Linked DNA regions of Mus musculus: regions 1, 3, 4, 5, 6 and 7 are each linked to region 2. Evidence: chromatin contacts called from public Hi-C, HiChIP or PLAC-seq, Micro-C and promoter capture Hi-C data. All regions are on one chromosome and are shown on one strand. Each heading gives the region's core, a stretch centred on a gene start, on an enhancer-like site or on the middle of the called end of the contact. The rest is flanking DNA. Distances are from core to core; before and after follow the strand shown. Region 1 holds the start of Cisd2 (CDGSH iron sulfur domain 2). Region 2 holds the start of Ppp3ca (protein phosphatase 3, catalytic subunit, alpha isoform). Region 3 overlaps Manba (mannosidase, beta A, lysosomal). Region 4 holds the start of Manba (mannosidase, beta A, lysosomal). Region 5 overlaps Nfkb1 (nuclear factor of kappa light polypeptide gene enhancer in B cells 1, p105). Region 6 has its middle 23 kb from the start of Gm25080. Region 7 holds the start of Lamtor3 (late endosomal/lysosomal adaptor, MAPK and MTOR activator 3).

Evidence for each region. Promoter capture Hi-C pulls out the DNA fragments that hold promoters and counts their contacts. A called contact is a pair of places that touch in the nucleus more often than the background predicts. HiChIP or PLAC-seq counts read pairs in DNA pulled down with a chosen protein or histone mark.
Region 1: a contact with region 2 is called in a Micro-C map of embryonic stem cells, with 6 times the contacts expected there. The contact joins the promoter of Cisd2 here to the promoter of Ppp3ca in region 2. A contact is called at or near these places in 8 of 39 promoter capture datasets (the C10 cell line, HPC-7-derived erythroid cells, cranial neural crest and 5 more), 7 of 484 Hi-C or Micro-C datasets (CD8 T cells, embryonic stem cells, natural killer cells and 3 more), 7 of 115 datasets of contacts at active chromatin or transcription factors (astrocytes, bone marrow-derived dendritic cells, embryonic stem cells and 4 more) and 2 of 9 other capture datasets (adipose tissue and liver).
Region 3: a contact with region 2 is called in a promoter capture Hi-C map of liver, with 2.4 times the contacts expected there. The contact joins the enhancer-like site here to the promoter of Ppp3ca in region 2. A contact is called at or near these places in 3 of 39 promoter capture datasets (embryonic stem cells and liver), 1 of 484 Hi-C or Micro-C datasets (CD4 T cells) and 1 of 9 other capture datasets (pancreatic islet).
Region 4: a promoter capture Hi-C map of neutrophils shows a contact between it and region 2, with 5 times the contacts expected there. The contact joins the promoter of Manba here to the promoter of Ppp3ca in region 2. A contact is called at or near these places in 2 of 39 promoter capture datasets (the C10 cell line and neutrophils), 1 of 484 Hi-C or Micro-C datasets (cardiomyocytes) and 1 of 115 datasets of contacts at active chromatin or transcription factors (pancreatic cancer cells).
Region 5: a contact with region 2 is called in a Hi-C map of B cells, with 9 read pairs. The contact joins the enhancer-like site here to the promoter of Ppp3ca in region 2. A contact is called at or near these places in 2 of 39 promoter capture datasets (liver and pre-B cells), 1 of 484 Hi-C or Micro-C datasets (B cells) and 1 of 115 datasets of contacts at active chromatin or transcription factors (stem cell-derived neural progenitor cells).
Region 6: a contact with region 2 is called in an H3K27ac HiChIP or PLAC-seq map of stem cell-derived neural progenitor cells, with 7 times the contacts expected there. The contact joins the enhancer-like site here to the promoter of Ppp3ca in region 2. A contact is called at or near these places in 4 of 39 promoter capture datasets (the 3T3-L1 cell line, cranial neural crest, hippocampal neurons and 1 more), 3 of 484 Hi-C or Micro-C datasets (the MC3T3-E1 cell line, nephron progenitors and uterus) and 11 of 115 datasets of contacts at active chromatin or transcription factors (craniofacial prominence, embryonic basal ganglia, embryonic forebrain and 7 more).
Region 7: a promoter capture Hi-C map of pre-B cells shows a contact between it and region 2, with 2.9 times the contacts expected there. The contact joins the promoter of Lamtor3 here to the promoter of Ppp3ca in region 2. A contact is called at or near these places in 2 of 39 promoter capture datasets (frontonasal cranial neural crest and pre-B cells), 4 of 115 datasets of contacts at active chromatin or transcription factors (astrocytes, fibro-adipogenic progenitors, pancreatic cancer cells and 1 more) and 1 of 9 other capture datasets (adipose tissue).

What each region holds. Positions count from the first base shown.
Region 1 is chr3:135,421,866-135,426,012 of GRCm38.p6, reverse strand. Cisd2 (CDGSH iron sulfur domain 2) reads left to right here and starts at 2,580. Exons shown (of 3, transcript NM_025902.3): 1 at 2,580-2,754. The coding sequence starts at 2,652.
Region 2 is chr3:136,668,585-136,672,715 of GRCm38.p6, reverse strand. Ppp3ca (protein phosphatase 3, catalytic subunit, alpha isoform) reads right to left here and starts at 2,650. Exons shown (of 14, transcript NM_008913.5): 1 at 1,815-2,650. The coding sequence starts at 1,872.
Region 3 is chr3:135,504,236-135,508,514 of GRCm38.p6, reverse strand. It overlaps Manba (mannosidase, beta A, lysosomal), which reads right to left. Exons shown (of 17, transcript NM_027288.3): 2 at 1,512-1,606. Among named protein-coding and RNA genes, the nearest start is that of Manba, 21 kb to the right of the region's middle. Within about 2 kb of position 2,789, at least 43 of the 459 cell types and tissues checked have an H3K27ac peak or open chromatin away from gene starts, as enhancers often do. A contact at or near this core is called in embryonic stem cells and liver, where this site is marked.
Region 4 is chr3:135,484,016-135,488,278 of GRCm38.p6, reverse strand. It overlaps Manba (mannosidase, beta A, lysosomal), which reads right to left and starts at 2,668. Exons shown (of 17, transcript NM_027288.3): 1 at 2,422-2,668. The coding sequence starts at 2,598. Gm30992 (a long non-coding RNA gene) reads left to right here and starts at 2,678. Exons shown (of 3, transcript XR_376111.4): 1 at 2,678-3,169.
Region 5 is chr3:135,626,661-135,630,619 of GRCm38.p6, reverse strand. Nfkb1 (nuclear factor of kappa light polypeptide gene enhancer in B cells 1, p105) reads left to right here. Exons shown (of 25, transcript NM_008689.2): 7 at 3,877-3,959. Among named protein-coding and RNA genes, the nearest start is that of Gm46827, 20 kb to the right of the region's middle. Within about 2 kb of position 2,424, at least 132 of the 459 cell types and tissues checked have an H3K27ac peak or open chromatin away from gene starts, as enhancers often do. A contact at or near this core is called in B cells, where this site is marked.
Region 6 is chr3:137,736,307-137,740,300 of GRCm38.p6, reverse strand. No RefSeq gene overlaps it. Among named protein-coding and RNA genes, the nearest start is that of Gm25080, 23 kb to the right of the region's middle. Within about 2 kb of position 2,665, at least 24 of the 459 cell types and tissues checked have an H3K27ac peak or open chromatin away from gene starts, as enhancers often do. A contact at or near this core is called in embryonic basal ganglia, hippocampal neurons, neural progenitor cells and 1 more, where this site is marked.
Region 7 is chr3:137,915,807-137,920,193 of GRCm38.p6, reverse strand. It overlaps Lamtor3 (late endosomal/lysosomal adaptor, MAPK and MTOR activator 3), which reads right to left and starts at 1,639. Exons shown (of 7, transcript NM_019920.2): 1 at 1,531-1,639; 2 at 1,276-1,321; 3 at 239-273. The coding sequence starts at 1,284. It also overlaps a transcript of Dnajb14 not described here.

The DNA.
Region 1 (4,147 bases), core at 1,331-3,830, 1.2 Mb after region 2:
CCGAAGGCCTGGGTTTGAGTCCCAGCATTTACATAGGGGCTTACAACAGTCGGTGACTCCAGTCCCTAGGTATCTGATGCCTTTTCTGGTCTTCATAACTACCAGGCATGCATGTGGTACACAGACATACATGCAGGCAAAACACAGACACACTAAAAGAAGAAATTTAAAGAGAAAAGAAGTGAAACAGGATATAAATTCTGATGGGACTATAAGACTATCCTTTAACATAGCTCGTGCCATTCAACAGAAACAGCTAATATATGATCCATACTTTTCTAAATTTCAAGGAAAAAAAGTTTTAGGCATATAAGCTTCCATCAAAAATATCAATCCAGTATCTACAAATACTGCTGAGAGGAAGCTAATCTCTCTCTCTCTCTCTCTCACACACACACACACACACACACACACCTGTAATTCTTTTTATATGGAATTCAAAAACATTCAAAGGAAAACAACAATTGCAGTGGTGGTATTGCCAACTGTGGCTCTAAAGAATACTGAGTCTCTCTGGGTATTAGACATACCCTATGTGGTGACAAGGGTGTCTGAGTGTGCTGAATTGTTGAGTCTCTCTGGGTATTAGACATACCCTATATGGTGACACTGGTGTCTGAGTACACTGAATTGTAATCTGGCACTTGAATATTTGTGTTTCTAAGACAGGTTTCTACCTTTTATCCCAAATGAAAAACTGTAGAGGTCTTAAGAATGTCATTCAACATAGCCTATTTTGTCCTTGTCATGATGAATTAAAAGAAATATCCAATGTCCTTTCGCAGACATTCTTCAGTGTACCCTATGTTCAACTTACCTCCTACTTCAACCATTTCCACAAGGACGGTATACCTGATTAGCAGAGGTAATACAGTTCAGAGGGCAAGAATGCTTAAATTTCACTCCTTTTAAGACAAACAACTTTGGGACCTTTTTTCCTTCAGACAAAAACAAACAAAACAAAACAAATAAACAAAAAACCTAACCTCCCAAAAGGAATGGAAATATGGAAATCCTAATGGAAACAGTAATCTTTTAAATCACCACTTTTTGGTGTATCATTTGCTATGCCATAGCTCATAGACATGTTCTATATCCAAAAACCTTCAATTATCCAATTGTACTTGGTCAATCTGATCAGGTTAAAAATGATAGTAATTTTAAAAAAACTTTTCATCACCTGCTACTTTTCTTTTTAGTGTTTTAGTGAAAAAAATGATCAGAGTTAAATTTAAACAGTTCAAAGAACAGTTTACTTTTCTTTTTTTTTTTTTAGATTTTTTTTTTAAATTAGGTATTTTCCTCGTTTACATTTTCAATGCTATCCCAAAGGTCCCCCATACCCACCCCCCCCCAACAGTTTACTTTTCAAACTTAAAATACCAACAAAAAAATAAAGCTGATTACAGCTCGATGTTACGTGGGCATACCAAATGCTGAATGTTACAGAACACTGATGTCAAGTTTCCAGGATACTTTTACCAGGTACTTGCTCTGGCCTTCCCTTAGCTCTAGTACTTGTGGTCTGTTTAAAGAATTTAAACGAGACACAGGATAGTGAAGACAAGAGTTTATTAAATGATAAAGTAGGGTACTCACAAAGGGGAGAAGAGACCAAAGGGAACACTATAGAGGTGAACAATTTCATGAGGTGACAGTGGATAACAGCTAAACTATGGTGTTGTGACATGTTTTTTAAGTAGGCTTTGTACTATTTAAGTCTCTTGAATAGACAATTTTCCGATTTCCTTGATAGGCCCATTTGGATGAACTCATAAAGGAGGGAGAACAGTGGTTACACCTTTATTCTTCCCAGAAAGCTCTCCTTTTCAGCACCAGATAGCAAACTTAAGATCTTTGGCTCAGTTTAGAATGTCATGTTTTCACCAAGGCCAGAGATTTTTTTTTTTTTTTGACCAGTAATCAGAGTTGCAGTTTCAGTTCCGAGGATTGTAAGCTGCAGACTGAACTTGGGGTCGGTCCATCCTCAGTGACCTTCAAGCCTGCTCATCTGACTAGCTTGCTATTCAACAGTAGGCTCCTGGGTCAAAAGCCCTTAACTCCACAGCGAATGCATTACCCTGGCTATTCTAACCTCAGCCAAGATAGGTAAGTAAAACCACTCCAATACCTTTACATTTTACAAGACGTAAGCCCCGTGTCACAGAAACTCCACAAGACAAGCGTGGTTATCCCAGCATTTGGAAGATGAAGATACTCATAGTTATCAGCCTCCTGAATGTCAGTTCAGGCTGGGTTACATGACTGTCTAAAAAAGGGGGTGGGGGGCAAACACATTTCCCCCCTTTAAAAAGAAAAGCCTTTGACTGCTTGGGCAGAACTGACTAAAGTTGCGGAGGAAAAAACAATCAGTGGGTAACTTTGGGTTTCTTTCAAAACCCGGCCACCCGCTTCCGCAGACGTCAAGGGTCGAAAGCGGACGCCCACCCCCGCAGCCGAGCCGAGGACAGGCCGGGCTCCGTACGCTGGGCGCTGCGTTGCGCTCGGCTCCGCTCCGCAGCGCGCACGTCACTCGCCGCGCGCCAATCGCGGCCCGGCGGGCCACCTCCCGCCCGAGCCCGCGAGCCCGCCGGCCGCTTCCGCTCTCACGCAAGCGCAGCAGCCGGGCAGCGGACGCCGCCGGCGGCAGGATGGTCCTGGACAGCGTGGCCCGCATCGTGAAGGTGCAGCTGCCCGCCTACCTCAAGCAGCTCCCGGTCCCCGACAGCATCACCGGGTTCGCCCGCCTCACAGGTAACCCTCCCGCCGCCGTCCCATCCTCGCGCGCCGCCCCCGTGGGGGCAGCGGTGGAGAGCGCGGCGCGGCGCGGGGCGGGCCGGGGCGGGGCGTCAGGCCTTGGCACGTGACCCGCGGCCGGCGTGCGCCTGCGCGGCGCGAGGCGGCCCCGGGAAGGGTTCCTTTCCCGGGCGACCGACCCAACGGGTTAATGCCGGGGAGTAGGTGCTGAGGTAGGAGCGACGCGGCTCGTTCCTGAACTCACTGTCGCATGCATCTTGTAAAGCACTTTCCAAGTCCTCGCTGTGTGAGGCGCCCAGCGCGTGGGGAAGAAGTACTGCCTCCACGCCATGCCCGTGTATGATGCCTGTATTAACGAAATCACCAGTGACCTCCCTTCCCGACAGCACTTGGAGGCTTGAAGTCACCTATCATGGAGGCATTTGAGGTCACCTCCATAACTACAGTTCCTGGAGCAAGTTGAGGTGCAGAAAAAGTAGCCGGATGTATTCCTAGGCTCTATGATTTTGGAGCATTGAATCTATTGTGAATTAAGGTTCTGCCTGTATGAAAAGGTTCCCGCAGCTCAGTAATAAATATCTTGACTATATGCAGAATGCAGTCAGTACTTGATAGATTGTGTTGGGTTTGGAGCATGATGGTGTAGGTTAAATTTTTCTAAACCGTGTCCGCAGACTGTATGAGATGGTGACAAAATCAGCAGTGCCTGAGGTCCCTAATATCAGCGAATGCAAACATGAATTTAGATAACTCGGAGGTGAGTAGTCTAGAGACATTTGACTTGAAATACAATAATTGGGAGACTTGGAAGAAAAAGTAATTCCGTGTACCAGAAGATGGAGTTCATACCAAATTGTTGAGGAGTATTTGGAGATGGGTGTCAGCCCCATTCCAAGGAAATTATTTTGTTTGCAGTTTGGCTTTTCCTGAGTGAGTTCCTCAAACAGATGTGCATTTGATACTCGCCCCTCCCAGGGATAAAAAGTAAAAACAAAAGAGACTCATGTGTTTATATGGATACACCTATACCATACAGACTTTAACAGAGAGATTTTTTTTTTAATTGTCACTGACAACTGCTCTGTTAACAAGTAGGTTTTAAGCTTTTAACGTGTTTAAACATTAGATCCAGTAGAGTGTATGAAAGAGATTAGAAAGCACTGTAGCTGACGAATCCACACCAAGGAAACATGCAGACACTTGAAGTAACATAAAAGTAACAAGAACAAAAAATTCCAAATCTTCTGTTCTCTATAAATATCAAAATTTCTTGGTCCTGTGCCCTTATTTTTAAAAACTGTAGCAAGTACATGACTTGACTTCCCTCCCCTGCCATTTCTTTACCTCGGCACTGTTTCGTGTAACCCTCCTGCAGGTATTCTGACAGTAC
Region 2 (4,131 bases), core at 1,401-3,900:
CACACTTTAGAAATCCACGTTTGACATCTAAACAGGGAATGTGACAGGACTTTTTTTTCTACCAACACATAGTATCATCTTTGTAAACTATTACTTTGTTTAGGAAACAAAGTATCTTTGCATTGGAGCTATGCCTAAACGTCACACATTAAGGAGATACTTGCTGATCATTGCACAAGACAGCGGTGCATCTGAGGCTTTATCACCTTTTTTTTTTACAGAGCTTTTCCTATTCCATCTTTATTTTGACGGCTCTATGAATCCTACTTTTAAGTAGGAATGGTTCCAACATAACCAAAAGGAGAGAAAATATTTTATTCTCTCACAAAAGAAAACATAACACACACGCACGCACGCGCGCACGCACACACAGCACAGCACAACACAACTCAAAACTTTAAAATCTGAGCAAACGTAGGAGCGAGTATCCTTTCTAAAGCTCCAAAGAACATGGATCATGTCTTAGGGAGGGCGCTGGGTTACTTTCACCTAAGTGTTCCTGGAGCAAATGACTTGATTGCTTTGCACTCTAGCTAAGTGCTCTGCTGCATAAGATACTGTTTCTGATCACACACACACACACACACACACACACACACACACACACACACACACACACACACACACACCGCCCCCATCACTCCTTCCAGTTTCAGAGGCCCGCTCTGCACAGGCTAGTGCCCATCTCAGCTTTGCTCAGAACCCTGACCCCAAGAATAAGTGTCACTACTTAATCCTTTCGAATCTGCAGTTCCTCTTCCCCGTTCCACATTGGAATACAGTGAGGATGGTGGGGATAGAAAGGGCAACCACGTTGTCCCCTTCCTCACCCCACGAATCCCCCTGGCTTCTCCTAGCCAGCAACCCAGAGCCATCCCTGCCAGTTATACACATACAAATCACCCCTAGCAATAAAGACAACCAAATAGCCCGTAACCAAGGGGGTGCTAGGAGCTTGGGGGAAGGGAGCACGGTGAGCTTCCCACCCTAAAGGTGTGCACCAGCGGGGAACCCTTTAAGAGCAATGACAGGTCGGCGGCAGTCAGCCGTGGGTGGCAAGGGAGGTCGACAGAGGATCGCCACCGCTCGCGTCGCTCCAGGCCTGCGGGGAAATCCCGGGGCGGCAGCGGGGGCTCCGGTCGTCCCCCGCCTGGAGCTGCCCCCACGCGGCCCCGGTCCCCCCGCCCCCGCGGCGCGCGGCAGCCGGAGCTGGGCTCCCCCCACGCTCTCCCGCTCTCTCGCGAGTCCTGTGCAGGCCCTTCCCGCGGAGGGGGAGGGGGCGCCCAGGGAACTGCTGCAATGGAGCGCCTGGAGCAATGTGCCGGGGCGAGCCAGTCCGCGGCAAGCCATGGCCACATTAAAATGCCCTATTAATTTTTTAAAAGCCATAAATCACCTCCCCTCCCTCTACAAAGAGCAAACCATAAACCCGATCCCATGCAAGCCCGCGAGCAGCCACCCACTTCCTATTTCTGTCACAGCAGCTACACCCTGCCAGCAGTCACCCCCCCCCCCGGGCGCCCCCTCCCGCCACCGCCACCCCCGCCACCGCCTCCCAGCCACTCAGCCATTTGCCAACTGCTGCCCCCCGTCCACGAAAACAAACAAATAAATACATAAATAAAAATAAATGCCCCGATTAGGGCCGGGTGGGCGGTGTGGGGGCAGGGCGCGGCGAAGGAAGGGATCGCCTCTTGCAGGAGATCCTAGAAGGTCCCCGGCGCTAGCCGGAGAGGGACGACCGGGGCGGGGGAGGGGAGGACAGTCGCCTGCGGCACTCGGTGCACCCCGGGCCGACGCGGCGCTGCGCTTACCTTTCACCACCCTGTCGGTCGTCGACAACTTGGGATCAATCGCCTTGGGCTCGGACATCTCCAGCCACCGGGAGGGGGGGACAGCGACGCGCTGCTCGTCCCGTCCGACTGCACACCCCGACCGCACCGGCGGGCCAGACACTCAGCGCCGCCGCCGCCGCGCTGCAAACCGCTCGGCTGGAGCTCTGGGCTCTGGGCTGGCTCGAAAGTTACTGCCGGCTCCGCGCGTCCCTCCTCCGCCGCCGCCGCCTTCACTCCTCCTCCGCCGCCGCCAGCCCCGCCGCCTCGCTCCGGGCTGCGCGTGTGTGCTGGTTATTTATTTATTTTCTGAGCACGCCTCCCGGTTCTTCTTTTATTCTTGGGGACGGGGCGGGGGATGGGGAGGAGAAGCACACGCGAGCACCCACCCCGGCACCGACACCGGGCGCCGCGCAATGGAGCCCCCACGCGCGCACACGGTCGGGATTAAGACCGATCACATGGGGAGGGCCGGGGGCGAGGGAGGAGAGGCAGGGCCGCGGATGTCAGCGCCGCCAGCCGCGCCTCGGCTTCCCGGTGCTGGAGAGGCGGCTGCCGCTGCGGCCGCCGCTGCTTCCCCACGCCGATTGTCGCCGGGCGCCGCCGGGGCCGCGGCAGCCGTAGACGTCCCGCCGCCGCGCTCGTCCGCGATCCTCCTCTGCCTCGCGGCGCCGCTGCTTCTCCACGCACAGGCAACAGCCGCTGAGCTCGGTGGACACAGTCCGGGGCACAACCTCGCCTCCGCCGCCGCGCCGGCCGCCGCCACCACCGCGCCCGCCTCCGCCTCCTCCCCTTCCTCCTCACCGCCCCCGCCTCCAGCGCCCTGGCCACCTCCTCCTCGGGGTCCGCCTTAGGGCCCGCCCCACGTTGCACCTCGCAAGCTCATTGGCTGGAGAGCGCGTCCCTCATCGCTAAGGCGGTGGTCTGGGTGACCGCCCCGCCCCCTGCTCTGTTTTCTTCAGGGTGCCAGTCAGTCCCGTGGGCCTGCTGCCTCCACCGCCCTGTGACCGCTCAAGTGTCACTGGAGTGGGCAGGGAGGAGGGAGGCTGGACTGGGAGTAGGGGCCGGGAGGAGCTGGGCTGCTGCGTGCCCCCGCGCCTGCCCACTCCCGAAGTCCTGCACACACTCCCGGGTGGGTCTCGGCCGCTCCGAGTGTGTGAGTGGCCCGCAGTAGTGAGTTCGGAGACCGAGGAAGGAGGAGCGCCGGACGCTCCCGGCCGCGGCGCAGCTGCTGTCGCTGCCGCAGCTGTCCAGGGAGGATCGCCAAGGAAGGCGACGAGTAAACAGCTTACCTTGGGGAGGCAGCTCTGCCTGAGCTAGGTGGACGGGGATTACTGATGGTGGGGTGGTTAGGACGCGTGCACAACTTCACGGGAAGAAACGAAAGTGTGTTTGGGGCGCTGCGGGACGCGGTGGCTGGCTGGCTAGCTATCCAAGGTGGATGGGAACAGACTGGAGCCTATGCGACCCTGGCTGTGCTCAGTGACCCTGGATGCCCTAGGAGATAAGAGGAGTCAGAAAGACTCGGGAGAGGTCGCCTTTTCCCTGTTCACAGGAGCTAGCAGTCACTGGTGGCGATAGGTGACACTAAATTTCTTCCTGTTCCTTCCAGTCAGTCACTCAGTGATCAAGATGCATGTAGGGCCTTGGCTTGTTGCAGTTTCTCACAAGTCCCTCATAAGAAGGAAAATAAGGGACCGTGTATGAAATGCTCTTCAAAATATCTTCTGCCTCCTGAGTTCCAGGACAGCTAGAGCTATACCGAGAAACCCTGCCTCGAAAAAACAAACAAACAAACAAACAAAATATCTTCTGGGCACAGCCCTCCCCCTGGCCTACCACAACCCCAAGGACCAGCAAGGAAATTATGAAGAGAGCTGAATAAATTTCTCACCCTTGTCCTTCCTGTTTTATTTTCAAATTCCTTCAGTATCAGGGTTTTCGTATTTCCTGAATTGGACTGTAAGCTTAATAAAGGGCCTACAAAAAGGTGTGGGAAGCTGCTGGAGGCACACTCCATTAGTCCCAGCATCTGGGAGGCAGAGGCAGGAGGAGCTCTGTAAGTTCCAGGCCAGTCTGGTCTACAGACTGAGTCCCAGGACAGCCAGGACTGTCTTGGGAGGGGGCGGGGGGGGGAGTTTAGGAAGCTAGGAGATGGAGCCAGGAGAACTGATCTGGCCACAGGGATTAGATGAAACTCAAGTCCAAAAAAATACAAATTTAATAGCAAATTGGTGGCTCTGGGGCATGACAACTAGGTAGCCTCAAGGATTTTAGGACAGAGGATGTGAGAAGGCTA
Region 3 (4,279 bases), core at 1,540-4,039, 1.2 Mb after region 2:
TTTTGTATTACCAAAATTAACCTGTAAGCTTCCCCTGCCCAAGGACCAAGTAACCTCCTGGAATGCTGGGAGTTGTAGTTCTTATAACAAAAGCCTCATGGGAAAGTATGGTGGCCTATGGGTTTGTCTTTATAAACCCCTGCAACAGTGTCTCAGGGCCATTCAGCTTGGAAATTCCAGGAATGGCCTTGACCAAAGTCCATCTCTTAGTCAGTACTTAATATTTAATAAAGCTTGCTTCAAATTTGGCCCAAAATGGTGGAATTGGTTTTTCTCCAGAGAATCTCGGGATTGACAGTATCAATGGTTGTATAGCACTAACAACACTGTAGATGGGGGAAACGTGCTTCAATGCCTAAGGCTCTAGGCTCAGATCCTAGTACCATCCCCGTACACACACACACACACACACACACACACACACACACACACACATACACACATACACACACACACAACACACACACACACCACACACACACACACACACACACACCACACACACACACACACACACACACACACACACACATATACACACACACACAAGCACTGTGGTGGCGAGGGAGCCTGTGAAGATAACTTGGTCAGTAAGGTGCTCGCTTGCCATGGAAGCAGAAGAATTTGAGCACAATTTACAGACCAACATAAACGATGGGCACAGGCACAGCAGCACTTGCCGGCAAGCCCAGAACGGGGGAGGCAGAGACAGGAGGACCCTTGCGACTCATTGACCAGTCTAGCAAAATTGGAGAGCTCAAAGTTCAGAGAAACAAAAAGCAAAGTGGACAGTAATTGATTAAATCGCCTGGCATTTCTCCTTTGGCCACACACATACATACACACACGCACACACACATGCACACACACAGAATAACTTCACAAAAAGTACTGCTGATCAATACATCAATACATTCTCCAAGACACTGGGGAAGTCCAGGGCATTTATATAAAATGGGATTTAGGTGACTTCAGTATAACCACTAGAGCAATTATTCCCTAAAACGCAATGTCATGACTGATGAGCAGTGGCCCCATCCTCACATATAAAATGAAAAATAAATTACACAGTCACTTCGATAACACAAAAGTCTAATCTGATTTAACTCTGATTGATATACAACCTAAGCAGACATAAAGCATAAATGAAAATCTTGTCATAATACAGTATATAGCACATAGTATACATAATATAGTATATATAATATACTTTTAAAAAAATTTATTTAATGTAAGTACACTGTAGCTGTCTTCAGATACTCCAGAAGAGGGCATCAGATTTCATTATGGATGGTTGTGAGCCACCACATGGTTGCTGGGATTTGAACTCAGGACCTTTGGAAGAGCAGTCGGCGCTCTTAACCACTGAGCCATCTTGCCAGCCCTATAATATACTATATAGTACATAGTATCTATGGGCATAGTATATATACTATAGTATATATGGACATAGTATATATAGTATATATGGATGTAGTATATTAGTATAGTATATATAAAAATATACATACCTGAGATTAAAGGGGATTTTAAATTCCGTGCTGTAGGTCCAGTTATCTAAGGAAATCCATCTATAGTTCAGGTCATTAAATCTGTAGTAAGGATCCTGTTGGTACAAGATAAACATGGTAGCCAAATATGCTAAAAATAAACAATTGAAATAGGTAACAAACAATGACTATTGATCACCTAAAAATTAATGAACTCTTGGCCTAGGAAAGTCAGACGATTAACACTGAGAATGTGGGCTGTGGATCAGAGGCTGCAGATACGGCCCAGTGGTGGGATATGCAAGGCCCCGAGAACAGTGCCCAGTGCTGTAAAACGACGAGGATGTGGGAGAAAATTCCCAACAGTATGCGTGAAATGAAAGAGCTCTGCGGTACAAATAATACTCATTATCAGAGAACGTGTCCGGAGATAGATACCGGCTCCCTTTGTATTGATTGTTTTTTATTATATATTTGTTTATATGTGTGAGAGTGCTCAGGCATGCACCACCGTGGGTCTCCCTTCTCCCCAGGGCCATCGGCCATCGGCCCACGTGGACGAAGTGGGCAGAGTGGTTGAACAGGGTATTGGATGGCCTGTGAGTACAAAAGAAAATGAAGTCATTCCAGGATCAGTTTTAGGGAGACAGACCAACGTTTTTAGGGGTGAATCAATGGTTAGATAGTTTAGGGGAAAGGAGTAGGAAAATCCAGGATGGACAAAGGTCATTGGCTGAAGGCTAAACTGAGCCGCCTCATTAGCCTAGAGAGGCATCCCAGGAATCTCAGGTGCTTGCCGATCCAGTTCTTATCAGGAGAAAGGAAGCTGAACCTGTAATCTAACCAAAGACATTCCACAGATAGAGGGGAGATGGGGGACCGGGGTGGGGGTTGAACTCTCCGGAGAAGGTCAGAGAAGGAGAAGCCCTGCTGGTAAAGAGAGTCCACCATTTTGTGAGAGCTCAGAAGGCTATCTGGACAATGGTAGACTTTGACCTTAATTAGCAGGGCAACACTCCACAGCACCTATGTGGGTGGTCAGAGGACTCGGTGGGAGAATCAGTTCTGCGTTTCCGTTGTGTGGCGTCCGAGAACTGAACTCAGCCATCAGGCCTGGCAGCAAGCGCCTTCACCCACTGAACGGTCTCCAAGAGACTCTGGCTGCCTCTTTTAAGCCAAACATAGAACCTCCAAAGTCCTGGCAGTAAATAAAATCTGACCGCCCTGGGACACGTTTCCTTTCTCTCCCAGGGCCCAGTTCTTGCTCTTTGCTTCCACTACCCCGGATAGCCTCCAGGGGGCAGCACATCTCCTGCCCTCTACTGCCCAAAGTTCAGCAGAAACTCCCATTCCTTGGAGACCTTAAGCATTTCCAACCTACTTTTCACTACGCTTTCTAAGTGAGCGCTGCTGGGGGCTGAGTAGAGACCACACAGGCAGTAAGTACACTCACTGCCACACTCATAGGATCCAGCTTTCCTGGATTATCCATGTTAGCAAACTGCAGCCCGTGGGCTTGATTCTGTGTGGCAGCCAGTCAAGGGCCAAGCGCTGACAGACTTACTAGGAGTTGTGGATATGGACCAACAGGCAAAGCACTGTTGCAAAGGTCTAAAGATCTCAGTTTGATTCCCCAGCAACATCGTAAAAGCTGAATGGAACAATGCCTGGAAAGTAGCCCAACAGCTAAGAGCACTTGGTTTTTTTTTTTTTTTTCGGGGGACCAGGATATGATTCCCAGCATTCAACTGGTGGCTCACAATCATCTGTAATTCCATTTCCAAGGGATCCAAGGTCCTCTTCCAGCCTCCCTGGGCACTGGGCACACACTAAACACTAATGCAAATAAAATAAAAAAATTAAATCTATCCGTTTTTTTAAAGGACAAGGAGCCAAGCTTTGTAGCCCTCCTGGGCTGTTGACATAGCCGATAGCAAAGTCACAGTGACCCCGACTATAATACAAAGAGGAATGATTTATATAAATCTATTATCCAAGCCAATCAGTTGCTGTAGCACCAATTTTTTCCCTTTGAGACCTATTCCACTGGTGCTAGAGAGAAGACTCAACAGTTAATAGTTTTTGTTTGTTTGTTTTATTTTGTTTTTTGAGACAGGGTTTCTCTGTGTAGCCCTGGCTGTCCTGGAACTCACTCTGTAGACCAGGCTGGCCTTGAACTCGGTTAATAGTTCTTAGTACTCTTGCAGAGGACCCAAGTTTGGTTCCCAGTAGCCACATCAGGCAGCTCACAACCACCTGTATCTCCAGCCCTCTTCTAGCCTCTGTAGGTTCCTGGAGATGGGTGGTACACATAAACTCACACAAACTTAGTCATAGCTAGGAAGAAGGGATCACAAATGAGGAAATGCCTCTATCGGAGAGGCCGTTAGGAAGGTCTGTGGGGTACTGTCTTGATTAATGATTGATGTGGGAGCACTGAGCCCACTGTGGGCGGTGCTATCCCTAGACAGGTGGTCCTGCTTATATGAGAAAGTAGGCTGGGAGAGACACGAGGAGCAAACCAGTTAAGTGGCATTCCTCCTTCTACACTTCTGCTTCAGTTCCAGTAGACTGTGACTCAGGATGTGTGTGCTGACGACTTTATGTCAACTTGACACAAGCTAGAGTCATCTGAAAGGAGGGAACTTCAGCCAGGTGTGGTGCTGTACACCTTTAATCAGAGTACTTGGGAGGCAGATGCCAGTGCACCTCTGAGTTTGAGGCTAGCCTGGTCTACATGAGTCCCAGGGCATCCAGAGATACTAGGTAAGACTGTCTCAAAAAATAAA
Region 4 (4,263 bases), core at 1,419-3,918, 1.2 Mb after region 2:
TGAGCAAACAGTGGTGGTACCCCCTTAATCCCAGCACACAGAGACCCTTTAATACCAGCACACAGGAGGCAGAAGCAGGCAGATCTCTGAGAGTCTGAGGCCAGCCTGCTCTACCAAGTGAGTTCCAGAACAACCGGGACTATACAGAGAAACTTGTCATCAAAAAACAAGCAATTTCATCTGTCAGCTGGCGGCTGCTGTATGATACCAGCCATGTTCTCCAGTGCTCCCAGAAAGGAATCTCGAACTTACTCATATCTTAGCTGGTGAGAGCTTTTGGTGCCACTTCTAGGAATCTGGCCTCAGACAAGGAAATAGGCTCAGATAAGAATATCAGAAACAGTGAGCATGGGGGGTTTTGTTTACTACTTTGCTTGACTATTTTGTCTTTGATCTAAGAGCTGACCGTGATGTCTGGATGCACCTAGAATGGTACAAAAGCTGCAGAAAACTAAAGCTGCTTCAGCCTCAGCACTGGCTGGGGTCGGGTTATCATTTTGTCTAATTGCTTTTTCTTTTTCAATCCTCACTCCCTCCCTTGAGACCCGGTTGACTGATTGAGCTGGCTTGGTCACTTAGAAAGCTTTCAAAATTGTGCAGGCAAACGTCCTGGGGACGTGGTTCAGCTGGTGAAGTGCTTGTCCTCAAGGAGGGCCCGGGTTGAGATTCCACTGTAATCCTGGCAATGGGAGAGTGGAGACTGTGGCTAACTCGTCTAGGCATTCACTGAGCTTGGGGTTCAGTGAAAGTCCCGGACTCAATAAATAAGGTAAATATGACTGATGACAGTCAACACCAACCTCTGGATCACACACACACACACACACACACACACACACACACACACACACAATTATGCAGGCTTACTATGTAGTTCAGCATGGATGTTCCTCAAACCATTAAAAATGGTGACACTCAACCTGTATTAGTAGCTCAAGCCTTTAATCCTAGCACTCGGAAGGCAGAAACTTGTGAAGTTTGAAGCCAGCCTGCCAGGGCTACACAGAGAAACCCTGTCTTGAAAAAAAAAAAAGCAAACAAGGCAAATTAACAAAGAATACAAAACAAAAACAACTCTGTCTCAAAAACAATAGCAATAAAAAGAACCACTAGGAATAAGCCCCCCCCTCCCCCATAACAGCTGCACCACTCCTTCCGATACCTGAAGGATCCTAGGACAGCATAGTGCAGAAATATCTGTGTAGCCATTTGGTTGCGGCATGATAGCCAAGTGATGGAATCAGCCCAGATGCCCACTAACAGACAAATGGTTAAAGAAAATCACACACACACACACACACACACACACACACACACACACACACACACATTTTCCATAGGAAAAATGATGTAATTAGGCTGTGCATGATGGTAAACACTTATATCTCCAGCACATGGGAGGAGGAGGCAGGAGGATCAGGAGTTCAGGTGGTCCTCAGTTACATTGGGAATTCAAGGTCAGCCTGAACTACATGGGATCCTGTCTCAAAAGCCAGAAAAAAAAAAGAAGGTAAGGATAATGAAGACAATAAAAATTGGTAACAAAACAACAACATAAGACAAATGAGAATGAAAACAAGATATGGCATGTTTTTACTCATGTTGACTCTAGATGTAAATATATGTATTCATAAGTGTACGTATATAGGACACCATAATGGAAAGAAACTCCTTGAACGAGGGAGGGATCACGTGGTGGCAAGACCCAGTAAAAAGTGAATATGGGCAGAGAACATGGTGCACTCACATGAAACTATCATAAAGAAACCTACCACACTGTTGGATGACAGACTCTCATTTAAAAAAAAAATGTCAGCACGGTATTCAGGCTTTAGGATTGGGGTGTAGTTCGGTGGTGGTACAATGTGTGCTTAGTATACTCATGGTTCTGGGTCTCTCTCTCTCTCTCTCTCTCTCTCTCTCTCACACACACACACACACACACACACACACACCACACACACACTTGCACACACTCCCCTCCCAAATATTTAGGCTCCTCATTAGCATCAACAACCAAACTTTACTAGTGCTCTCCCCAATCCCTTGTGTTTATTTCAAACCTGACGCACGAGGCTTCAAAGCAGAAAAAGAAAACCCGGACATCCTAGGGTCGGCGAACTTTGATTAACTAAAAGCTACAAGCATCCAGATGATTGCAACAGTAACCCTGTCCGGAGGGAGAAAGGTAAGTCCTCTTAGGAAATGCTTGAGCAGAGAATCACCACAATAAGTAGACAGCAGACATACCGTTTGTTTCATATACACAACTTCCGCCTTCCAAGGTCACTGAAGACCCAGCGAGGGAGGGTCAGTGTCCACAACTGGCCTGAACTCCCAGGCCATTCCCCCAACTGCCCACAGCTGCACCTACTGACCTGGACCCGCATGGGGGGTGTGGGGGGTGACTGTGCGTCCTACCTGGATCAGCCCGTGCTGGTGCAGGGCGCTGTGCACATAGCCGGGGACAGTCGCCGGTAGCTCCAGGGAGCCATTCCCGTTGCTCACCCGCCAGCTCCCGCTCAGGCTGTAGCTAGGACCTGCCACCACGCAGCCGGCCCGAAATAGCGCCAATATCAAGAGCAGGTGAAGATGCATGCTGACCGCTCGCAAGCAGGAACCCGGCAGTGTCGCCCAAGCCTTGCCAAGGCCTGGACGCTGTGTCCCCGCCCCGAGCACGGACCCGCCCCCAGGTCAGCTGAGCGCTTCCCGCAGCCCTGCAGGGAGGAACTGAAGCCGGGACCCGCCACGCGGGTACAAGCACCGCCCAGGGCCAGGGTCTCTGCGACCTGTGAGCTGGGCTTCTCGCTCCAGCTCGATCCTGTAAGTGGGGCGCTCATCCGAATGATGAAAAGCGACAGAAAAGTCTGGAAAGCAGAGTCTGACCATTTGGGAGACGACAGGTGCGCGTCCACAATAGTACGCAGGCTCTGCCCGGGGACAGCTCCTACCACGCCTGACCAGCAGATTGTACATGGTCCCCCGGCCCCAGGATTTGTCAGGCTGAACGCTCCCTCAATACGCGACCTGCTGGGACTAAACAGTGCTAACTATAAACTCGTAGGGTTGCTTCAACTGTTGACTGAGAGGCGCCATGTGCTCCCTGTTAGTGGTGGCTACATCATGGAGCTGCTTCTGAGGTTCCTATGAAACTGCGTTAGTGTTACAGGTGAGTCTGAAATTCCCTCCTTCACTGTTGAGTTGTGGGACTGAACAAGCAACAGAATTCCCATTCCCTGAATTTAAAAGAATGCAGATGCCAAGCGTGCTGGCGCACGCCTCTAATCCCAGCACTTGGGAGGCAGAGGCAGGCGTATTTTTGAGTTCGAGGCCAGCCTCCTCGAACAAAGTGAGTTCCAGGATAGCCAGGGCTACACAGAGAAACCCTGTCAAAAAAAAAAAAAAAAAAAAAAAGAATGCAGACGCTTAGCCGGGCCGTGGTGGCATACGCCTTTAAGCCCAGCACTTGGGAGGCAGAGGCAGGCGGATTTCTGAGTTCGAGGCCAGCCTGGTCTACAAAGTGAGTTTCAGGACAGCCAGGTCTACACAGAGAAACCCTGTCTCGAAAAAAACAAAACAAAACAATGCAGACACTAATTTCAGAGACGGAGACGCAGGCTGGGTTCTTCATCTTCTTTTAAATAAACAAAACACCCCACATTTTACTTACTAATTTCATGGAGGAGTTGAATGGGGGTTCCTGCCACAGCGAGCGTGTGGAAGTCAGCAGACAGCTTGTGAGGAGTCCCAGGGCTAGAACTTAGGGTGTCAGGCTTAGAGACATTCCCCCTTAACGGCTGCTCTATCTCATTGGCCCCTGGGTTCTTCTCATGAAGCAAAACTCGGAATATATATATATATATATATCTACTACAGCTTAAGCAAGGACATTGAGAGACGCTTCAGAAAGGACAGCAGTACCCAGAGGACAAAGTTCAGCTGTCTCAAGGCAGAAGAGCAAGCATAAGGAAGTTGAAGTTGGTGTTTTCTGTGCGTTTGAAGTTACACTGTTTAAAAGACAGGTGAAGGGAGGTGCAGGTAGTGGCTCACAACCTGTAAGCCTGAAGTCTAACGACACTGTGACTGGCTATAACCTGGAATCAAGGCACTTAGGAGACAGAGGGAGGAGGATCAGGAGTTCAAGACTGTCGTTGTCTACATAGGGACCTTGAAGCCAGCTTGTTTCAAAAATGTAACAATGGTTGGACGGGAGAGGTGACTCAGTGGTTAAGAGCACTTGTTTTTTGTTTGTTTGTTTGTTTG
Region 5 (3,959 bases), core at 1,175-3,674, 1.0 Mb after region 2:
AGGTGTAGCCCCCACTCTCTGACCTTCTACAGTGTGGGGCTCTTAGAAAGGGGCGTAACAAACTAAACTGGTAAACTTTAGTACTCAGTGAAATAATGGGCTAGATAAGAAACAATTTTCTGAGATTGTTGATATCATCAGGAACCAAGTGTTGTCTTAACTCCTTTAATCTTAAAACAGTCCGGTGATACTTCGTCATTAATTTGATTTTTGAAGGTGGAGAAGCTGACACACGTCACTCCACGACAGCTGGGGGATTTGAGCCTGGCTTTGAGAGATCTTAACCTAACCATGACCTGCTGTGGTAAAGAGCAAGGTTGGGTTCACAAGCAGAGCCAGGCCCTGTTAGAACCCTGAGGATGTTCGAAAGAAAAATCAGCAGAAAAGAATGATTTTAGGTATGATGTCTTACATTTATGCTGCTTCTGCTTTCTGTCAGAGTACGTTAGCCGAATTCACCCAGAGAGCAGCCTGGCTTTTGAAACTGTGATGCTGAGGAAGTTCTAGGCCACTCATCTCTTGTTACCCCTTTGAAGAAACAGCAAATGCTTTTCCACAGTAGGTCAGGGCTATCTGAGGTTAAAAAAAAAAAAAAAAAAAAAAAGTACGTGGCTGACTAAGAGGGCTATACCTGAGCCCATGACTTGTAGTTCTTATTCTAAAAGGAGCTCTGACCCATGGACCCAGAATTCTAGAAGAGTTTTCCTTCATCAGGGAAGGCCAAGGAAGTCTGATTGTCCCCAAGAAGGGCAGCTGACACTAGAATAACATAGTATTTTGTAGAAAAATAAAACATAGCAAAAGAAAGAAAATAAATGTATTTGTAGAAAACTAACAAAACACTGCAATGTAGGAAAAAAGAAAAACCTTCCCCTTGGAATTGATGTGGGCCAAGTATCTTCCAGCCACTTGCTTCAAATGGACCTATTAGACATCCTCTAAGTGAGGGAGCATCTGACAGTCTGAGATAGCCCCTGAGGGTTGTCCTCTCCTCTGCTGAGTACTGTTGTGAAGTGTTTGTGTACTTGAATGTATATATTCCTCATTAACAGCCCCTTGAACATTACTGAACAGGTGAAGAGACCAAGCAAGGTCACACAGACTGGAACTGCCTCTCTCCCCCAGCCAGCCTAGCCTGTCTCTGAAGTCCACACTCTTCCCATTCCGAGCAGCTGACTATGCAGGATGGCTCCTTTGGCTTCTTACCTGTGCTTGAGTGCTTACAATTAAGAGTCTCTGTTCAGATTCTACTCTCAGAAAGACCTTCCTAGTAGACAGTTGCCCTCTATAAACTTTATCTTCAAGAGACGTAATACTTCCATTCCCTTCCCAGAATAAGTTTCTACATTGGTGTTGAATACCTCTTGGCCACTATGGCATGATAAATGATGGTTCCAAGAAATCGTTGTCAAGGTTTGCCTGTGCCGCACAGCTGTCCCCACAAGTAAGGCTTTCTTTCTCTCAGATGGCATCTTGGAAAGTACAGAAAGCCCAGGGCCCTCCCTGTTTTCATTCTGTGGTCTGTGTAAAAACCAAATGCTACCATCCCGACTACACTCTTTCAGATGGATCAAACAGCACATTGGTCACTGGCAGATCTTTCAGGTCCCTCACCTCAGAGTCCTCCCAGTTCCTCATTCTTGCCGCCCTTCAACCATGAAGTTAGTCGTAAGAAAAACAGTAAGTGCTTCTTGAATGCACCTCCCACCTCTTTCCATCAGCGCCAGTGACTAACTAGCCTGTCAGCGCAGCTTCAGAAGGCTCGGATTCCAAACTCTCAGGCCTTCTCCCATGAGGCCTTTCTGCTTAAGTGGAAAGCCTGCCTGATTTCACCCAAGTGAAGCGCTTCCTTGAGCCTTCCTGTGCTGTGTTCCTGTGCACACTGTCAGTTAAAAGTGGGATCACGTGACTCGCTGCCTCTGCCGATCATTAGCAGACCGATGTGATCAGCCATCTAGAGCTGGAATCAGCCATCCAGGGACTTTGTAGGAAGAGCATCATCAGCCTTGGAGCAAAACCAGAACTTGGTATTCATTGTCCTACACTTAAATGGGGAAGTATTTGGCCTGTGAAGAAAGACGACTTGCTAAATTCACTTCATTTTAATGTCAGAGAGAGTTTTAAGTTCTGTGCCTAAGAAAGCAACTCATGCTTTGGGACAGTCAAGGTTAAAGTTAGTACAAAACCTTTCTCTGAATTAGGTCACTCTGTAACTATGGGAAGGCAGTCCTGCTGATGGCCTCGCCGCTCTGGAAGAAGTATGCCCTGGTCTGTTTTATGTTGTGTTGGTTGACAAGCAAATTACACAGGATTAAAGTTTGCTTGGGCTGGGGTTTGAAGCCTGGGAGGGTTCAGGTTGTTGGTCAGCCATATCTGACAGGAACTTTGCAGCCCAGGACAAGACAGGAAATTACATAACAAGAGAGGCCATCTTGGCTGAAGTATCTCTTCCTCTTTGTATAGCTCACAGCTCCGTAGATGAGGGCTGGCTCTTATGGTGTATTCGATTTTACCTCCTAAAGATCAACTTCCAGACACCATCACTGGATTACATTTCTAGGCTCAAAACGTCTCATGAGTTTCGGGGTGGGTTCAGAAGCAACTCATTATAATGTTGTATCAGGGCTCAGGCAGGCAGGCCTCCTTGGGGAGTCTAGAGAGCTGGCTCGCTGGCCAGAAGGGAGACCGTTGTTCAGGGCAATGGTATCTTTTCTCCATACTCTCTGGGGAGTTACGCGAGCAGTGATCAGCTTCCCGGCTCTGACCATCAAAGGTTACACTGGAGAAAATCCATATTGAGAGCAAACTCTGTAGAGCCCTGCCTCCGTGGAGTCTGGACCCCGCTGATAGTAATGATATTATAAGTGAGCAGGCTGAGGAAGGCTGTGTGTCTTTACAGGAAGCTCCTTTAGCAGATGCAGGCTCTTCACGTTCACGTTGACATTTATCCAGAGAGGCGACGTACCTCATGCATTTCTAACAATAGGCGGGATTTATGGCAGGTTCTCACTTAATCGAATTCAGAGGGGAATAATGCCTCCGAGCTACTCATGGTGTGAGTCTCATGGTGTGGTTCTCATGTTGGGCCGTCTTGACGAAAAGTTCTACGCTGTAGAGGTCGGGATGGTCAACTAGACAAGAAAGACTTGGTCATCTCCTCTCTCCTGTCCTGTCCATTGCTGTTCTTACCACGTTAAAAATACACAAGTGAAATGATCGCCTCACATGGAAAACTTAACTTTGTAAAACAAGAGCTAAACCACCAAATGTGAAACCTACAAATTTTCAGTCAGAAAGTTTGCTTTTTTTATTTAAGAAACTCACAGACATCTGAACATATACAGTATAATGTCAGAACCCATGCCTGGGGAAACTACTCAAGACTAGTGGGTGTCCTGTTAGGTGATGTGGACCAAGCCATGGGCTTATGTCATTAAAAACAGCCTCCAGAGCCAAGCCCCTGAACAAGACTACCTTTCTGGTAATCACATGACAAGGAGTTAGGACTCAGTCTTTGTTTGTCTCTCTTACTTCATCAGTCACCCATTCCCTTCTCGTGCATGGTTTGCCCAGTTTTCATCACTGAAAATCGTGACAAGGTTTCAGAGAAGAAACAGTGTTGGTTAGTAAGGACCCTTGTGACAGTCCTACCTAATGAGGCATACTCTGTTTTCAGTGACTTGTTTCCTGGACATATAAACAACCCCCACTACCATTTTGATTTATTTCCATCCTGTCATGTGTTCATTGTATATTTTTTAAGTTGAGCTATAGTCAAATATGTATATATCTGCAAAATGTTGTATTTCTGCTGATTGGTTCCATGTTACAGTCAGGTCAGATGTACTAACTATTGAAAATGTGCTTCTCATATAGATTTGCAACTATGTGGGGCCTGCAAAGGTTATCGTTCAGTTGGTCACAAATGGAAAAAACATCCACCTGCACGCCCACAGCCT
Region 6 (3,994 bases), core at 1,416-3,915, 1.1 Mb before region 2:
GCATATAAGGAAGTAATATTGTTAATAGTGATTATTTACTTCTTACATTTATTACTGTATATAAAGGGAGAGACACACTGTGTGTGTTTATACACCATGACAACACATGGGGGTTGGCTCTTTCCTTCCACCATACGGCCCCAGGGGTTAAGCTCAGGGTGTCAGGCTTGTAGCACTGGAGGACCCTGTTTTGGACCCTGTATGGACTGTTGAGAAGTAGGGCCTGGCTAGAGGGAGTGCGTTGCTCTGGCAGCCTTTGAAGGTGATACCTATTTCTACTTCCACCCTGAGCTTTCCACTTCTTGATTGAGTGAGAGGTGAGACACAGAAGCCTCACATTCCTACCACCATGACTCCAGAGCGATGATGGACTGCAACTGTGAGCCAAAACCCAGCCTTCCTCTCATAAGTTGTGCCTGGCAAGCATGTTGCCATGCTAACAAGGCAAGTAATTAACAAAGCACCTATTCTATTTTTTAACTCTTTTAGCAATACCAAGCAAATCATTCTGTATGTTGAGCAGATGACAAAACTAAAGACCAGAAAAGTTACATAAGTTGCTTTGTTGTACGACATTTACGATGGAGCCACTACTAGGTCTGTGTTGCACTTAATTTCCAAATCTTTTTTCCATAGGAGCCATTCTTCAAAATGGGAGAGACATGGTGCCTTGTGCCCTTACATGGAAACAGAGTGGCTTAGGAAGTTGGGTGTATTATCAGGGTTCTCTAGAGTCACAGAATGTACGGAATGTCTTTCTATATTGAGGAAATTTATTATGATGACTTACAGTCTGTAGTTCAACTCCCTAACAATGGGTGGCTGTGAATTGGAAGTCCAAGAATCTAGTAGTTGCTCAGTCCCACGAGGCTACTTGTTTCAGCTGGTCTTTCATAGAAGTAGATCCTAACAGATGTGCTGTCAAGTAAATGGAAACAGAGAAGAGCGAATCTTCCTTCTACCAATGTCTTTATGCAGGTCTCCAGCAGGACACGTGGCCCAGATTAAAGGTGCATATCACCACACCTGGATGTGAGACTCATTTTGTCCCAGGCTGACCTTGAACTCAGAGATCTCCTTGCCTCAGTCTCCTGGGATCAAAGGCATGCACTACCTTGCCTGGGCCTAAGCTTTTCCTAGCCATTAGGCCTCAAGATCTCCATGCCAAGATCCAGGTCAGAAACTTGTATCTTCCAGCCTCAAGATCTGGATCACAAGTGAGCTCTCCATTTCTGAATTGTGGTTCATTCCAGATAGAGTCAAGCTGATAAGCAGGAAGAGCTATCACCCTGGGGTTCAGTAGCAGCAGCTACGTGCTTGTGCTTGGTGCACGGCAGGGGCAGCTCTGATTGCTCCTCCCTCCCAGCTCCATTGCAGTGTTCTGTCCTGCCCACCCTGCCTTGCTTTTCTTCACTCTTTAGAATGTGTTTCCTTTTCTTTTTTAAAAGTACAGTGTCAGGGATCAACTTCCTAAAGCTTTGTGGGCAATAGGCAGTCTCCATATTGATGACTTTAGGCCCTGCCCCTTAGAAGTCGTCTTCTCTTTGACTTGAGGGATGGCTCATGGAGGTCAATAGGCAGTCTCCATACTAATGACTTTAGGCCCTGCCCCTTAGAAGTCGTCTTCTCTTTGACTTGAGGGATGGCTCATGGATAAGAATGTGTCTGTTCTTGTAGAGGACTAGAGCTTGCTCCCCACCTCCATGCTGGGCAGCTCATAGCAATCTTTAACTGTAATTTCAGGGGAGTCAATGCTCTCTGATGGTCTCTTTGGGTGGAAACTCATGGGAGCAGACCAACACATGCATATGCATGCACACACACACACACACACACACACACTCTTAAAAATTAAAGGGTCTGGGAGATGATTCAGCAGTTAAGAGCAAGTCCTGCTTTGCAGAGACCTGGGTTCGACTACCAGCACCTACACCCGGAGGCTCACAACCACCTGTAACTCAGCTCCAGAGACATGTGTGATGTGTGTGGGGCTTCTGTGGGCCATGTGCACATGACCCCCACATAGACACACATGTACACATACATACATGTAATTTTAAATGATAAAAATAAAATACAAAAGAAAAGAAACAAAGTTGGGGTTTTCTCTCAGTTTGGTGTATGGAGAGTCTATGTGGATGTCATATGATATACTGATTTAACATGTGCTGAAAGAGTGGAACCTAGGGCCCTGTGGTTTTGGATAAGCTCTCTGGGCCCTTTTAAAAAGTGAGGTTTAAGAACCACTTATTTGACTTTTTGAGGAAAGGACCTATTCATTCATTGTTGTTTACCGAGGGAGGGACTGATTATCATTGAGGATTCATTCGGAAAGAAAAACAACACATGACTCTTTGAACCAGTTTGTAGTTGCTAAACATATTCTGACCATCTCTGGACCACTGGAGAACTCAGAAAGTGATGCGAAGTTTAAGATGAGTGTATGGGAAGGAGTTGAAAGGGCTAAGAGTCAACTTCTATGCATCATGTACTGAGCCTGTGAATTAATAAATGCTCTCGAGAAGCCAAATTTCCACATTAAATAAATAGGACAATAAAATGCATCCAGGTAGCTCCCAGTTCGCTGTGCACCAGGAACCCTTCTATAAATCACACGTGGGAAGTCTTTCACGGAATGCCTGGCACAGGGTAACTGCCTACAGGGTGAGTGGCATCCATTGTGATGCTAATGATCAATTCCTCCGGAAGGAGGAGTGCTCCCCGAGGCCTGCCAGGACTGTGATTATTCTCATTATGGATTTAACAGAGCAGGTTGCTTAGACAATTGTGCTTTGTCTGACAATTAGATAGGTGGTTTCCCCGGAAGATCAGTAGGAGGCGTTGGCGGTGAAAAGGGTCCAGAGACAGGAGGAGAGGTATGGCTTCCAGCTTCTCGATTGGCTTCCTCTGTCCTCCCATGCCAAGGACAGCACAGGTGTCTCAGGCACTGGCTGAAGAGGGGTGGGAGATTCCTGAAGGCGCTCTCCACTGCTCCTTGACCACAGTGAAAATAGAACCGGAATTTCACAAGTGAAAAGAAATAAATTTCAAGCCCATGCTTTTAAAGTTTTTTTTTTTTTTTTTTTTGTGGCTAGTTTAGAAAATTTTTATCACCGTTCCACTGACAAATCACATTTTGAAGCACTTCAAAGGGCTTTAAAGTAAATAACCAGTGCTCACGGGAACACGTGTGCCTGCCACAAGCTAGCAAATCCGCCGGTCTGCAGGGAAGAGCCCAGGCCTCATGGCCTTCGTGTTTTTGAAGTAGGCTACATGTTTTGAGGCTAGCATTTATAATGTTTGGAACATAAAACACTGAAGGACTGAATTGACAGAGGACAATTAAAATAATTATAGCAGACATTTTCCAAAATTAGTGAGGACAAATGGTCATCTGAAAGGGGCAAACATTTTTGCAAATTCCTGTAAATCATGCAACATATCTGTCCAAGAAACATATATGGGTTCACTGGTACAGCAGATAAATAGCACAGGAGTCATGTGGCCACCCAGTGTGTTAGGGAAATCAGCCTTATAGAAACTGAAGTTTCTGCTTATATTCTATAACAAATGATCATGTGCTATAGGCCAAGTCTTAACTGGAGAAATACTAGTTATCTTGTTTGGGAAAGATCTTTGCTAAGCAGGTCAGTGACCCCCCTACCCCCCCTTACAGGTATGACCTAGCTTAAGGAGATGAGCTAGCCAATCAGATTATCACTTTTGTAAATTATATGAGGGAAGTCTGCATCCTGTCTTGGGTTCTTAGCATCATTAGTAAAATAATTTAAGGACAGACTCAAATGGAAGCTCAATGGCATTGTTTTATTAGAGTTTAAAGGAAATGGAGGGGGGAGAGAAGAGAAGGAAATCGTAGGGTAAAAGTCGTCTGAAGAGAGAAACAGGAAGAGGGGGGTTGCTTAATGAGGACGGGGATAGATACAGAAGTAAAATGGCAGTAAGGATGTCTGAGAGAGTCCTAAGGAACCAGACT
Region 7 (4,387 bases), core at 390-2,889, 1.2 Mb before region 2:
CTAGTCCCCAGCATCTCTCCCCGTAGAACCACACAGAAGTCATCCAACAGCTCGGCTTCGAGCTATCTGGAAACTCAAGCCATCTCTTAGGATACCTGGGGTTAGTTTTATATTTAAATGTGGTAAATAATTACCATGAAATTTATAAAAATACTAATTTTAAAAGGAGAAACAAAATACTTTGTAAGATTAACACGTTGCACAGAATTTATTCAGCAACAAATCAATAATTTCTTACCTTGGCAACTTTTTGTACAGGAATCGCTTTAGATCCTGAAAGAGAATAATTTTTAAAAGACCATTATTACCTTGTGCTGTTCTAGCCCTGTCCCTATCCCTAAAGGACATGAACTCACCACTTGTCACTGGCATTTCATCTCTGACGTGTATAACTTGGGAGAAGTTAGTTAACCTTTTTCTAGGCCTCAGTTTCATTATATGCTTCGTTACATGTCTACAGGGATAATCACAGACCCTACAACCTAAGAACGCTGTCAAAGGTTAGTAAGGGCTATGTCAGTGTACTTGGAATTGGGACACACAAATACAGATTTGCTGTAAAATGAGGTCACGTGCTTCCTAATATTTTACATCCGGATGCTACCGTATTCACTTGAGAATCCTCTATAAATCTCTTCCCATGTCCGGGCATCCAGATTGCCCATGAATTTTTTTTTTTAAATGATCCTAATTCCGATAAACTATTCTAACATTCAGCTTCTTGGCAAAGATACTGACAATTATGACCTCCACTCTAAATGTGTGCTGTTTTGAACCTCTATCTCCCAAACTGAATGAGTGTCCTTTCCCACGTTACCACCACAAACTTACTTTTGCTCTCGTCTTAAACAGACACATAGAAACGGAACATAGCTTGTTAAGGGGGCACGCGTTAGCCATCCTTTTAGACTCCCAACACTGCCTACTGAGACACCAAGAGCATTATTTACTGGGAGAGGATTCAGAGCACTGTCCTATGAACAGGTACTGACTGGAAGGGCGGCCAGTCATCCTTCAGAATTTCCAGTGCCACCCACACAGAGTTCTTGTATGCTCCAATAGGATTAGGAGGTGGAAGAATATATAGTTCTCTGAGGCTAAAGCACCTTAGTGGCCCATCACAACCGGTCCTGACAGAAGCTCAGGCCCCTGCAAGTCCTTACTACAAATCCAGGAAGAGAGGCGAGGCTGAAACACATTTCTACCTTTCTCCTCTCAGAAGCCGTATGCAAACCTCCCACCTCCCCTTTTTCTTGGGAAGGGGTGTCAACTTACATCCGCCATGATGAACCCCTTTTCCTCGCAGAATCGATCTCCACTCCTGGAAGGAAAACTTCCGTGACTTCCCCCGCACCCGAGGCTTAGTCACCCTCTCCAGACCCAGACAGCATCACGAGATCCACCCTCTCCAGGGCCAAGCGAGAGCCCTGGATCTCCGTCAAGGGAGTGGGGAGGTTCCCGGGGACCCTGCCCGGTGGCCAGCCCACCTCTCCCCACCCACTCTGTCCCCGAGCTGAGAGGAGCGGCGACCTCTGCAGACGCACGCGCGCTCCAGCCTGGGAAGACCTGCCCCGGTGTTCCCGCAGTTCAGTCGCCTCTCTGAAGCCGCCTGTCAAGTCGCTGTCACATTACTCGTGACCTCCGCGGGATCCAGGAAGCACTTGCTGCACCCTCCAGTACCGGGACTCGGAACTTCCGGGGAGACCCGGGCGGAAATTGCGCGCGCGGCCGCCCCGCCCCCTGGAGGCTTTTTTTTTTTTTCCTGCGCCTGCGCGCTGCGCCACGAGCAGCTGGGTTGGCATCTGCGGTCCTTGCACCTTAATTTCCATCCAACTCACCTACAACGGAAGATGATCCTGTGCGGAGTATGTGTACACCTTTCCCAGACCCATTATGTAAATCTTTATGAATGAAGACGTTTGAGGAGAACAAACTGAGCAGCCTACTTATTAGAAGTCCCAGGTCCTTGGATAACCTAATTTACAAGCCAGTTTCCTAACGGTGCTGCTACCACATGTTCTCTTGGGTTTTTACCTAGAAGTGCAGGAGCCATGGGCCTATGGGCTCGTTTGCTAAGTCCGTTTTGAACACGCATGCACTGGGCTGCCTGCTTTGGCTCTTGGGCCTGCATTTGTTGTATCTTCTTAAAATAAAATAAAAACTGCCTATATTTTTTGTTGGTGTTTGTACATTCAAGAAAGCCCACTGTAAGGGCAAGGCAAGAAAGCTTAGCAAAAGGGAGGCTTCTCCATTTGCTTTGGCCCGGTGTTTCTCATTACTGACGCGTTGATAACTCTTTTGTGGTAGAGGGCAGCCATGTAATCCGCTTAGGAGACTCTGGTAGAAACCCTGAGGACAAACGAAAATCACCTGGGATCTAAATACTCCCCAGTGGCTGCCTGAGCTGGGGGGAGTGGGGGGAGGGCGGGGAGGGGGAATGGAAGCTGATGGCTTTTGCTGCAGATGTTAACAGTCGTGTACCGTTAAAGAAAACGGTAAGCTCTCTAGGAGCACCTACTTTGGAATTCTTTTACTAAATCGCCACTCAAGTTTCTTTTCATTTCCACAAAGTTTTAATACTTTTATTCTTTGAGAATTTCATACAATGCATTTTGATCATATTTACCCCTGACTCTTCTGCTCTAACTCCCCTTAGGTTCACCCCCATGTCTGTACCCTTCAAACTGTGTCCTCCCCCCCCGCCCCCATAACCTATCAAGTCCAGTTTGGGCTGATCATCTCCGGGGCCTGTGGGACTAGCCAATGGAGCATGGCCAACCTACCAGAGATCACCCTTAAAGAACACTGACACCTCTCTCAGAAGCCATCAATTGCCCATAGCACTTCAGTGTAGGTAGGCTCACCAACCATCCCCACTGCATGCTAGAATGTTGGCTGGCTTGATCTCCGGCAGGCCCGCTCAGCTGTGTGAGCCAGCGTGTTTGTGATAGCATTGGTTGGCCCACTGTGCATGAAGTTGTTCTTTAGTGTCTCAGCCCCCCTTTTGTTCATCCTTTGGGTTTTAGTTTAAGTTTAGTTTCTCAGTGAAATCTTCCTTGACCTTTCCAGAATAGTAGAGGTACTCGAGATAAATGTTAATATATAGATAAATGTTAATAAATAAATATTAATAGATAAATGTTAAAGATAGATAGGCGTTAATAGATAAATGGGTAATTTGTGATCTTCTTACATTTACCAAAATTAAAACATTCATTTCCTGGACAATAATGTTTTCTTCATTAAATTTACACTTAGAGCATTGTCTTAATCCATGAATAATTCCCAGCTCCTAGCTCATTACCTGTGACACAGCAGGGATTCATACATTTATTGAATGAATGGATGAGTGAATGAATAAAAGAATGAGCATATCAAGAGGATCCTATGCTGGGCATGGTGGGGCAGGCCTTTCTTTAATTCCAGCACTTGGGAGGCAGAGGCAGGCAGATCTCAGTAAGCTGGAGGCTAGCCTGGTCTACATAGTGAGTCCAGGATAGTGAGATCTATATAGTGAGACTCTGTCTCAAAAGAAGAAGAAGGAAGAAGGAAGAAGAAAGGAGGAGGAGGAGGAGGTAGAGAAGGAGAGGGAAAAAAAGAAAAAAGGATAAAATATAATGAAGACAAGCCTTTTATGGTGAGAACACCCCCTCTTTTTATTCATATGTTGAGATAAATTACAGAGACTGAAAGACAAAAATTTGTAAATCATTCATTAGAACATTCGTTAGAAATCAAAAGCAGCTTTAAGAATTCTCATATGAAACCTTATATAAGTCTGATATAACATTACATTTTTACAAATCAGACCTTTCATTTTTAAACCTAATTCTGAGGTCTTGAATGCACGAGGGAGCTCTCCTTCACCAGCAGCACTTCATTCTAAGTACACAGGCTTCCATGAACACCTCACCAGACCTGAAAACCCATATCACACCGTGGAAATTACCTGCAGCTTAAAAACAAACAAACAAACAAACAAACAAAAAACACCCTAAAACTTTAAATGGAAAGTCTCACATAGCAATCCAAAGACCAGAAGTAAAGCAAATATGAAGCACTTTTTAATGCAAATAAATTACAGACACCAATTGTTTCTGTCTTACTGTAGACACCCATGTCACAAACAATTCATTCGGAAGGTACTGATGAAAGCGCTACAGTGTCACTCAAAAGTGCCTTCCTATGTTACAGTACTGCATAACCATACAGAGAAACCAGCGAGACTTGCCAGCACTTGTATCAGGTGTTCGTCGCCTCTATGCGGTTACTGGACAGCTCGATAACCAGTCACCCCGAGTTTTAAGAACTTACTACACCAGGTCATTCCAAGAGCCACTTCTGAATGAGGCTCAGAGAAATACAGTTTTACATGACACAGGGCCTT